Regions from separate parts of the Mus musculus genome. Here region 2 is linked to region 1. Evidence: chromatin contacts called from public HiChIP or PLAC-seq data. All regions are on one chromosome and are shown on one strand. The core of a region is the stretch at or near the end of the contact, and the rest is flanking DNA. Distances in the headings are between cores, read along the strand shown.

Region 1 (4,005 bases), core at 685-3,184:
ATGGTATTTTACTATCCCAGTGTGGCGTTACCTAGTCCCCCAGTCCACTGAACTAAACAACTTATCACTGTGATAGTACCTAGTAATCCCACCCCCACCCCGGCAAGTCTTCCCAGTCCACTGAACTGAACAATGTATCACTGTGGTATTCCCTAGTCTCTTCCCAACCCCCAGTCCATTGAACTGAACAATGTATCAAGGCGGTGCTCCCTAGTCCCCTACTCCACTGAGCTGAACTGAGTGTGTAGATGAGATCACAGAAAAGGAAAACAGAGCAGGAAGGAGAGAGACTTAAACATCCCCTACAGCAGAATGAAGTCAGCACTACAGTAGACATAAACGTTCCAAATAACATAATGGCCACAACCCTGTCAGACCAGAATAAGGAAGATGTCAGAGGAAATGGCATTTTGGCCTCAAAAGTGAGAAGTTCTCTCCACGTCTCCCAGGATTATAATATCAACACCCATAGTTCTTCATCGCTGAAAGCCGGCTAGCTCTAATCAACGCTGCCACTTTTCTGGCCCCTAAAAAAAAAACAAAAAAAACAAACAAAAAAAAAAACAAAACAACAAAACAAAACAAAAAAAAAACAACAACAACAAACATGAAAAACCCCACATTATTTAAAAAAGAATTGTCTCAGTTTCGTTTGTGAGTTGGAAATTTCTCACAAATATATAGCTCTTATCAACCTTTATTTGTATTAGTGAACAATAATATGTGCTAAAAACAACTGTCAGCCATCAATGAAAAATACTGCAGCATTAAAAATATGCTTTGAGAAAAACAAAATGACCACATAATCTAGGGGACAGTGAAAAGATACCTTCGAATATTTTCTTCATTATTTACACACATAGAAAACTGAAAATTCTTGAACATATAGTAACAAGTACATAAAATGAAAGACAAAACAAAACACGCTATGAAAAGACAGGGGGCTGGAGAGACAGATCTGTCACCAACGGCTTCCCTAAGCACGAGGCTCTGAGTTCAGGTTTCTAGAACCCACAAGAAGAGCTGTGCATCGTGCCCATGTCTACAGGCCAGTGCTGGAGACTGTGCAGACAGGGCAGGGTGCTCAGTCTACTGCCCGGACAGTCTAGGTGAAAACATTAACTCAGGTTCAATTGAGAGAATCTCTGAAACAGAAAGAGAAAGGAAAGAAAGAGAGAGAGAGGGGGAGGGAGGGAGGGAGGGAGGGAGGGAGGGAGGGAGGGAGGGAAAAAAATTTTGAGACAGAATCTCACTGTATAGCTCAGAATGGCTTTAAAGTTGTTTGTAATCCTCCTGCCTCACCCTCCTCAGCACTGGGACTGCAAGTATGTGCCAGTATGACCAGCTAAATGATTCTCAGTATTAGCCTTTATGGGGGGGGGGATTCCTTTTCACCTTAATTAAACACCTTTCAGGAAATAATATTTTCTGTTCTTTAAATTGAGTACGAAATGTATGCTAACAATACTAATTTATAGATTTTTTTTCTATCCTAAAGATCAATTTTCAACATGAAAAATATTATCATTCTATTCTCAGTGGGTATCTGATTAAACATATGCAAAGTTTCTACCTTGCTTACAGTAAGTTATATCAAGATAAAACGAAACAAAACAATAGGTGGTGTGTGTATTTGTTGAAGTTTTCACTTTGATGGTATCATGGATTGGCTCCCAAATATTCCCAGGAGTTCAAGGGTTAAAAGCAGTCTCAATGCCACAGGGTTTCAGACAGTGGACTGTCTGGAAGGTGACTGGATCATGAAGGCATTGATCTCACAGATAGATTAAGGTATTTATAAATTAATAACCTAGAGAGAGGTTGGGAGGCAGTGGAAACTTCAGGAGGAAGGTCTAGGTAAGGCAAGCAGGTCCTGGAAGACATGAGCATGAGGGATACAATCCATCCCAGGCTCCACCTCCCGCCTCCCTTTGCTCCCCTGACAACAGGAGCAAGCGGATCTGCTTTGCTCTACCACATGCACGTTCCTCACCATGATGTTCTGTCTGACCACAGGCCCAGAAACCAGGGAGCCAAATAACCACCGAAACCTCTGAAACAAGTGTCAAAACAACGGCCTCCTCCTGAAGGGTGACTTTTCCCCTTAGGAAACACTCCTCTGTCCCAGGAGTATAAAGCTGGCCAACACAGATGGCATACGCTCACATAATGAAAGCATTATCATTTAAATGATAGAAAGTCAAAACTTCTAAGACATGTAAAATCAACGTGAACGAACACAGACATTTTGGAAAGAAAGCAAATGTACTTAAAACCTCCGTGAAAGAAGCCAGGGTGGGGAGGACTGTGGGACAATCTTGCACACACACTGCCTGTGCTTTCCTCTGACTTAGCGCGGCTTCTATGTTAGCCAGCAAGCTGTTCAGCATTGCATCCTGGTAGAGACACTATGAGCACGGCATTTTTGAATGTTAACTGGATCTTGGGTCACTATAGTGGTGGGACCCTGGGGGAAATTACCTAACCTAAGACCTCTGCTTCCTTATTAGGAAAAAAAGGTTTACCCAATACAATAGGTTTCCTGTGAGGATTTAACAAAACAATAGAGTCTAGCACAGCACCAGGCACAACTGAGGATCTTTCTCACAGCTTCCGTTAAACACTGAACATTTGAGTGGCTTCAGATTCGCGTGTTGAGACTCTCACCTACGGGTACAATGGTTTTTGGAGGTGATCTGGGCGATCTGACTAGATTTAAGCAAGGTCCAGAGGGCAGGCCTTTATAATAGTAGTTATAAGAAGAAAACCCTCTAGCCCATGTTTTCTTCCTCTACCCCCCCCCAGCACCCCCTCCCATTTTTTCTCTCATCCTCCCTCTCCACCTGCAGGCACCAAACAAAAGGCCAGAAAACCACAGTTGAGACAGGCATCTACAAACAAAGAAGAGAGCCCTCACCAAAATTTAACCGGTTTGGCACTGTGACCTCAGACTTCAGGAATCCAGAACAGGGAGGAAAAAGCTGTTTTAAAAAGCCACTCAATGAGTGATGTTTTGTTACGGAAGATGAAGTGGACTAAGATAAGGTTTATCAAAGAGTGTTTTTGAAGATTCTTTGGAAAATAAAATCATTTTCACTAAATCCAAATTAGCTCCCTCAAGCCTAGCTCCAAACCATTTAACCAGTAGGTTATGGGTCTCAACACATGAATTTGTGGGGCCATGCAATCATTCAGTATACAGTATGAACTACAAGGAAAAAAAGTAATTAAATATTAATTGTGCCCTCTGCTAGGCAAGCTATCCTGACACACTGTGGATCTGATCTGTAAATCAACCTCCTAAAAACAAGTGTTTAGGATGGCACGTTACTGTGGACCATAAAACATTAGATTTACTCTTAATGTTTATTGATTTTCCAAGTTGGCCAGCAGAGAGAGCAAAACATGGCAGAGTGAGAAAGTTATGCCCAAAACAGTTTTTTTCAGGCTCTTCACAATTCCTTTTTCCAGGTCAATATTTTACAGATGTTAAAAGTAAACACACGCACTCGTGCACGCACACACACACACACACACACACACACACACACACACACACACACACACGAAACTAAACACCAAGTGATTATACTGTGAGCAAAAGGGTAACAAAGCCATAAAGACAAGAAGAATCCTTAAAAGCCCGTCAAATCAGTCCTCTCTCCAAATAGTTCAAAGAAACTGGCAACATTACAGGTTGAATTTGCTAGTGAGCTATGGAATGAGTCTTCTAGCATTTACAAGTACTATGGAAAACACATTTTAAATACCATTACATCAGCACTAAAAATTAAAAATGTCATAATCGTTTTATAAAAATAATTCAAATACAATATTAAAAAGCTTGAGCAAAAATACTCTTTAAATTCGAAATAATCCAAAATTACTCTTCCTTTGCATGCACAAAAGGAGAGATTGTTTCTAAAATAGCCTAGAGACTATTTCTGTAAGTAGAGTTTAACATATAATGGCCTTTCTCCACCATCAGAGAAATACACTTATTCA
Region 2 (4,005 bases), core at 875-3,374, 560 kb before region 1:
TCTGATTATCATCATCACTGTGTGTTGTGTGGGTGCGTACAACTTCCTGGAGTTGTTTTTCCCTCCTACCTTTAGGTGGGTTCCAGGCATTTAATTTAGGCCACTGGGCTGGGCAGCAGGGACCTTTACCAGCTGAGCCATTTCACTGCACCGTAAGCATACTCTTAGAGTGCAAATGATTTCTTTTTAGTAGTGTATTGTTGATTGGGAATGTATTCTGCTGGAAGAAAATCTAAATTAACAGTACCAAAATTTTAAGCAGAAGATGCCACATCAGGTTCCTTTCCGAGGATGATTTTATTCCCCCAGAGCTGAGGATAGAACCTAGGGCCTTGTGCTTGCTAGGCAAGTACTCTACCACTGAGCTAGCCCAAGCCCCATTCAAACAATACATTTTCATCATTGTTAAGGGAGATACAGATTCTGTCCACAGTGTATGTCTGTAGGAATACATCTATAACGGGCATTGCCTCTTTAAAACGTTTTCAGGAAAGAGACAGGAGATGCAGCTTCTCTGGAGGATTTTCTAGCAGGAAGCACAACTCTTCATGAAATAGTGGACTGACACATTTTCAAAGAACTTTGTGCATCCAAAGTTAAACATTTATTTCAGCTACAGGAGCTGATAATAAATACAGCTAGTTGAAAATTTGCCTATAAGATCTCTCAGAAAAACAGAGAACAAAACAGAGGAAATATAATAAAGTTGATAAGAGACAAACTCAGGAGTCAGCTTGGATGGGGTTTAAGTCCTGGTTATGAGGCTTATTCCTTATAAGCCTTTATAAAATCTATTTCCTGAGTCTCAGGATTTTTATCAACCAGTGAGATGAACATTATTTACATCACAGGGCAACTTGAAGGTGAGTGGGATAGTGTATGCTTTTAGGAATGTGTTAGAAATTTGTGGTGCCAAATAATCAATTAAAGAACTATTATCTTCCGCCTAGTGTATATTTTAAGATGCTTGACATTCATCCACCCATCCACCTCCCTGCTTGCTACCCATCTATTCTCCATCCATCCATCTGTCCGTCCATCCATCCATCCATCCATGCATCCATCCATCCATCCACCTGTTCACCTACCCCCTTGCTCACTATCTATCATCATCCATCTATCCATCCATCCATTCATCCATTCATCCATCCATCCATCCCTCCATCTATCCATTTCTCCATTCACCCACCTGTCCACTCACACATCCATCCACTCACCCATCTATTGACTCACACTTTCGACAAGGAGTTCCTGAACTTTGGCATCAACATGAACTGCTAGGAGTCAGAGATATGAGGGAACGTAGTAGGAATTATGTCTCTTGAGTGAAGGAAAGAAATGACCAAAGGCAGTGAGTGTTATGATGGAGTTAGTCCACAGTGTAAGAGAATACAGAGGGAAACCCAGCAATGACCTCAGGACACATACATAATGGTATATTTTTTAAGGGGATAAACAATCCAACTGGCTTTCTAGTTCGCCTCTTTACTTTGCCCTTGAGAGGAATGTGGTGGCAGCATTGTAGCATACCTTTTTTGATTACCCTGTGAGTTAGAATTAAGTTCCTCTTTGGTTGCACAGTCCTTTGCTTGGATTAAAAACACCAACCTATCACTCATGTAGTAAATCAGAGTAGGAGTAAAAAGTAGGGTGTGATTTATGGTCCTGCTGCTTAGAGAGAGTGAACCTGTAGTCAAAGCTGCTCAGTTGCCTGAATTTAAGCATACAAATGCCAGTAACAATAGCCAGGAACCCTGTGGTCCTTATTTTTTGGATGGGTACTTAAGGCGTTGTTGTTGTTGATAGTGGTGGTGGTGGTATCCGAGGGTACCAAGGTTGCCTTTCCGCCCCTATTCCCACCTTCAGCGGGACTGCAGCCCCTGTATGGATGTCTCGCACTCTGAGACTGAGCTCACCATAGAAAGGCCACTCAGGGCTCTTTAGCGTTACCTGGTAGTTCCTTAACTTTTTGCTGCTCTGCTGGCAAAAGATACACGGAGAGCAAAATACCCTGAACGTATTTGTTCCTGATTTAGCGTTTCTAAAAACAGCACTCAAAAGTTCAAGGCCCTAAGCTGGGAAAGAAGTGGCAGCTTGGGGACCTTTCACCGCGGTCCTGTGACCACGCCCTCCTCGGTACAGCGCCTCCCAGGCTCCCAGCTTTGTTTTCTCCTGGAAAGGCCAAGGCCCTACCCAACTTCTGTTCTTTTTTTTTTTTTTTTTTTTTTTAAATAGCAAAGACATTTCAGGAGCTGGCAGCTGCCTGCTGAGGCTCTCAGAGGGAGTGGGGACTTAAGGGGGGGGGGATGATTTTGGGACACAGTTCCAAGCAGAGAGGAGATAGTATAAGCTGTTACTAATGTATTAAGTGTGAAGTTCAATAGCAGATGAAAGGCGCCCCTTTCTTTCTGTTTACTCCTTCCATTCTCCCGCCATCTCTTTGATAGTAACCCAACAGCTACAAAAACAACCAGTTTTGTTAGTGGATGAACAACTATGAAACTAAAAGATAAAGTAAATGGAGCTCTCACCCTGTGAAAGGCAAGATAGCCACTTAGGCACGTTTTTTCCTAACGATCCCCGAATCGATAAATACATTTTATTCAGCTGACAGCTGTCTATAATAATCAATGTGCACGGCAGACATACTGTTTTCAAACCAAATCCTGCTGGAATGAGCTTAGTAAGTAATCCAAGTTAACATATGCCTTTAATTTACTGAAATTTATTCTCTCGTGAATTAGCTGTCTCACGTGGCATAGGAAAATTCATCACACGTAAGAAATGCTTTTATTCAATGTCTTAGACAGTATATGGGAGGTAATTTAGTATATTTCTTATCTGCCTTTGGTAAAAATGTAAGTGTATAATGTAAATAAATACTGACGTCATGGCCTTTATTTTTAATCCATGACAGTGGCTGATGGTCAGGCCTCTATTTGTTTTTTGGGTTTTTTTTTTGGTTTGGTGTGTGTGTGTTTGTGTGTGTGTGTGTGTGTGATTTTTTTTTTCCTGTTTACCAATTGTAACTGTGCCAGTTTCTATTTATTCCTGGAGATATCTAAAAGATCTTACATGGTTTAAAAAAAAAAAAAAGAAAAGAAAAGAAAGAAAGAAAACAGCTCTATCATGTCGGTTTGTGACTTTTTAAACCAGGGAAAATACTTCTGAATATACAGACGTATTCAATTTACTAGAACACTTCCAGATATGATTTTATATATGTTGCTTGACTCTGAAGAACTTGGCTCTGCCACACACCACAGTTATTATTCTTGTCCGGATCATGCTTTGAAATGAAATACCACCTGCTCACCCTCTCGTACTCCTAATCCACTCACCAGTCAGTCACCCGGCCAGGAGCGGGGTTATCTCTAACGAACCCTTTTCCTTGAGAGAGAAGCCCTAGTTCCTACTGACAGCACCTTAGAGCTTTCCTCTGGATATGATGAGTCTGGCCTATCACCTGTCACAGCATTTGTTTCCCTTCCTAACACTTTTACAGTTTTTAATTATATAACCATATGATGAGGTGGTGAGATTTTCTATTAGGATAGAGGCTCCGTTTTGTTGTCTGTGGAATGACCAGAATAGGCCTTGCACATGACAAGTACTGAGTAAGGTGAGGTTTTGTTTATTTGTTTGTTTTTTCCCTTTCTTTTTTGGAATTCTTGTTTTTAGGACTTATTTTTATTTGTGGGGTGTATGTGTGTGTGTGTGTGTGTGTGCGCACACACACACACACAATTGCCCACAGGGATCAGAAGAGGGTATCAGATCTCCTGGAGCTGGAGTTCCAAGTGATGGTGAGCAGCCATGTTGGTAGTAGAAAGTAAGCTTTGCTTCCCTGGAAGAGTTCCAGTGCTCTTGATTGATGAGCCATCTCTCCAGCCCCTAGGTTGGATTTTTGAAATGAATGGTTGTACTGGCTGGTTTTGTGTGTCAAATTGACACAAGCTGGAGTTATCATAGAGAAGAGGAAATGCTTCCATGAGATCCAGCTGT

What was found. HiChIP or PLAC-seq counts read pairs in DNA pulled down with a chosen protein or histone mark.
Region 2: an H3K27ac HiChIP or PLAC-seq map of extraembryonic endoderm stem cells shows a contact between it and region 1, with 5 times the contacts expected there. The contact joins two enhancer-like sites. A contact is called at or near these places in 1 of 39 promoter capture datasets (cranial neural crest) and 1 of 115 datasets of contacts at active chromatin or transcription factors (extraembryonic endoderm stem cells).

What each region holds. Positions count from the first base shown.
Region 1 is chr10:93,164,535-93,168,539 of GRCm38.p6, reverse strand. The region is part of intron 1 of Cdk17 (cyclin-dependent kinase 17); the gene reads right to left. Among named protein-coding and RNA genes, the nearest start is that of Mir1931, 3.8 kb to the right of the region's middle. Within about 2 kb of position 1,934, at least 184 of the 459 cell types and tissues checked have an H3K27ac peak or open chromatin away from gene starts, as enhancers often do. A contact at or near this core is called in extraembryonic endoderm stem cells, where this site is marked.
Region 2 is chr10:93,722,475-93,726,479 of GRCm38.p6, reverse strand. All of the region lies in intron 5 of Ntn4 (netrin 4), which reads right to left. Among named protein-coding and RNA genes, the nearest start is that of Gm15915, 41 kb to the right of the region's middle. Within about 2 kb of position 2,124, at least 21 of the 459 cell types and tissues checked have an H3K27ac peak or open chromatin away from gene starts, as enhancers often do. A contact at or near this core is called in extraembryonic endoderm stem cells, where this site is marked.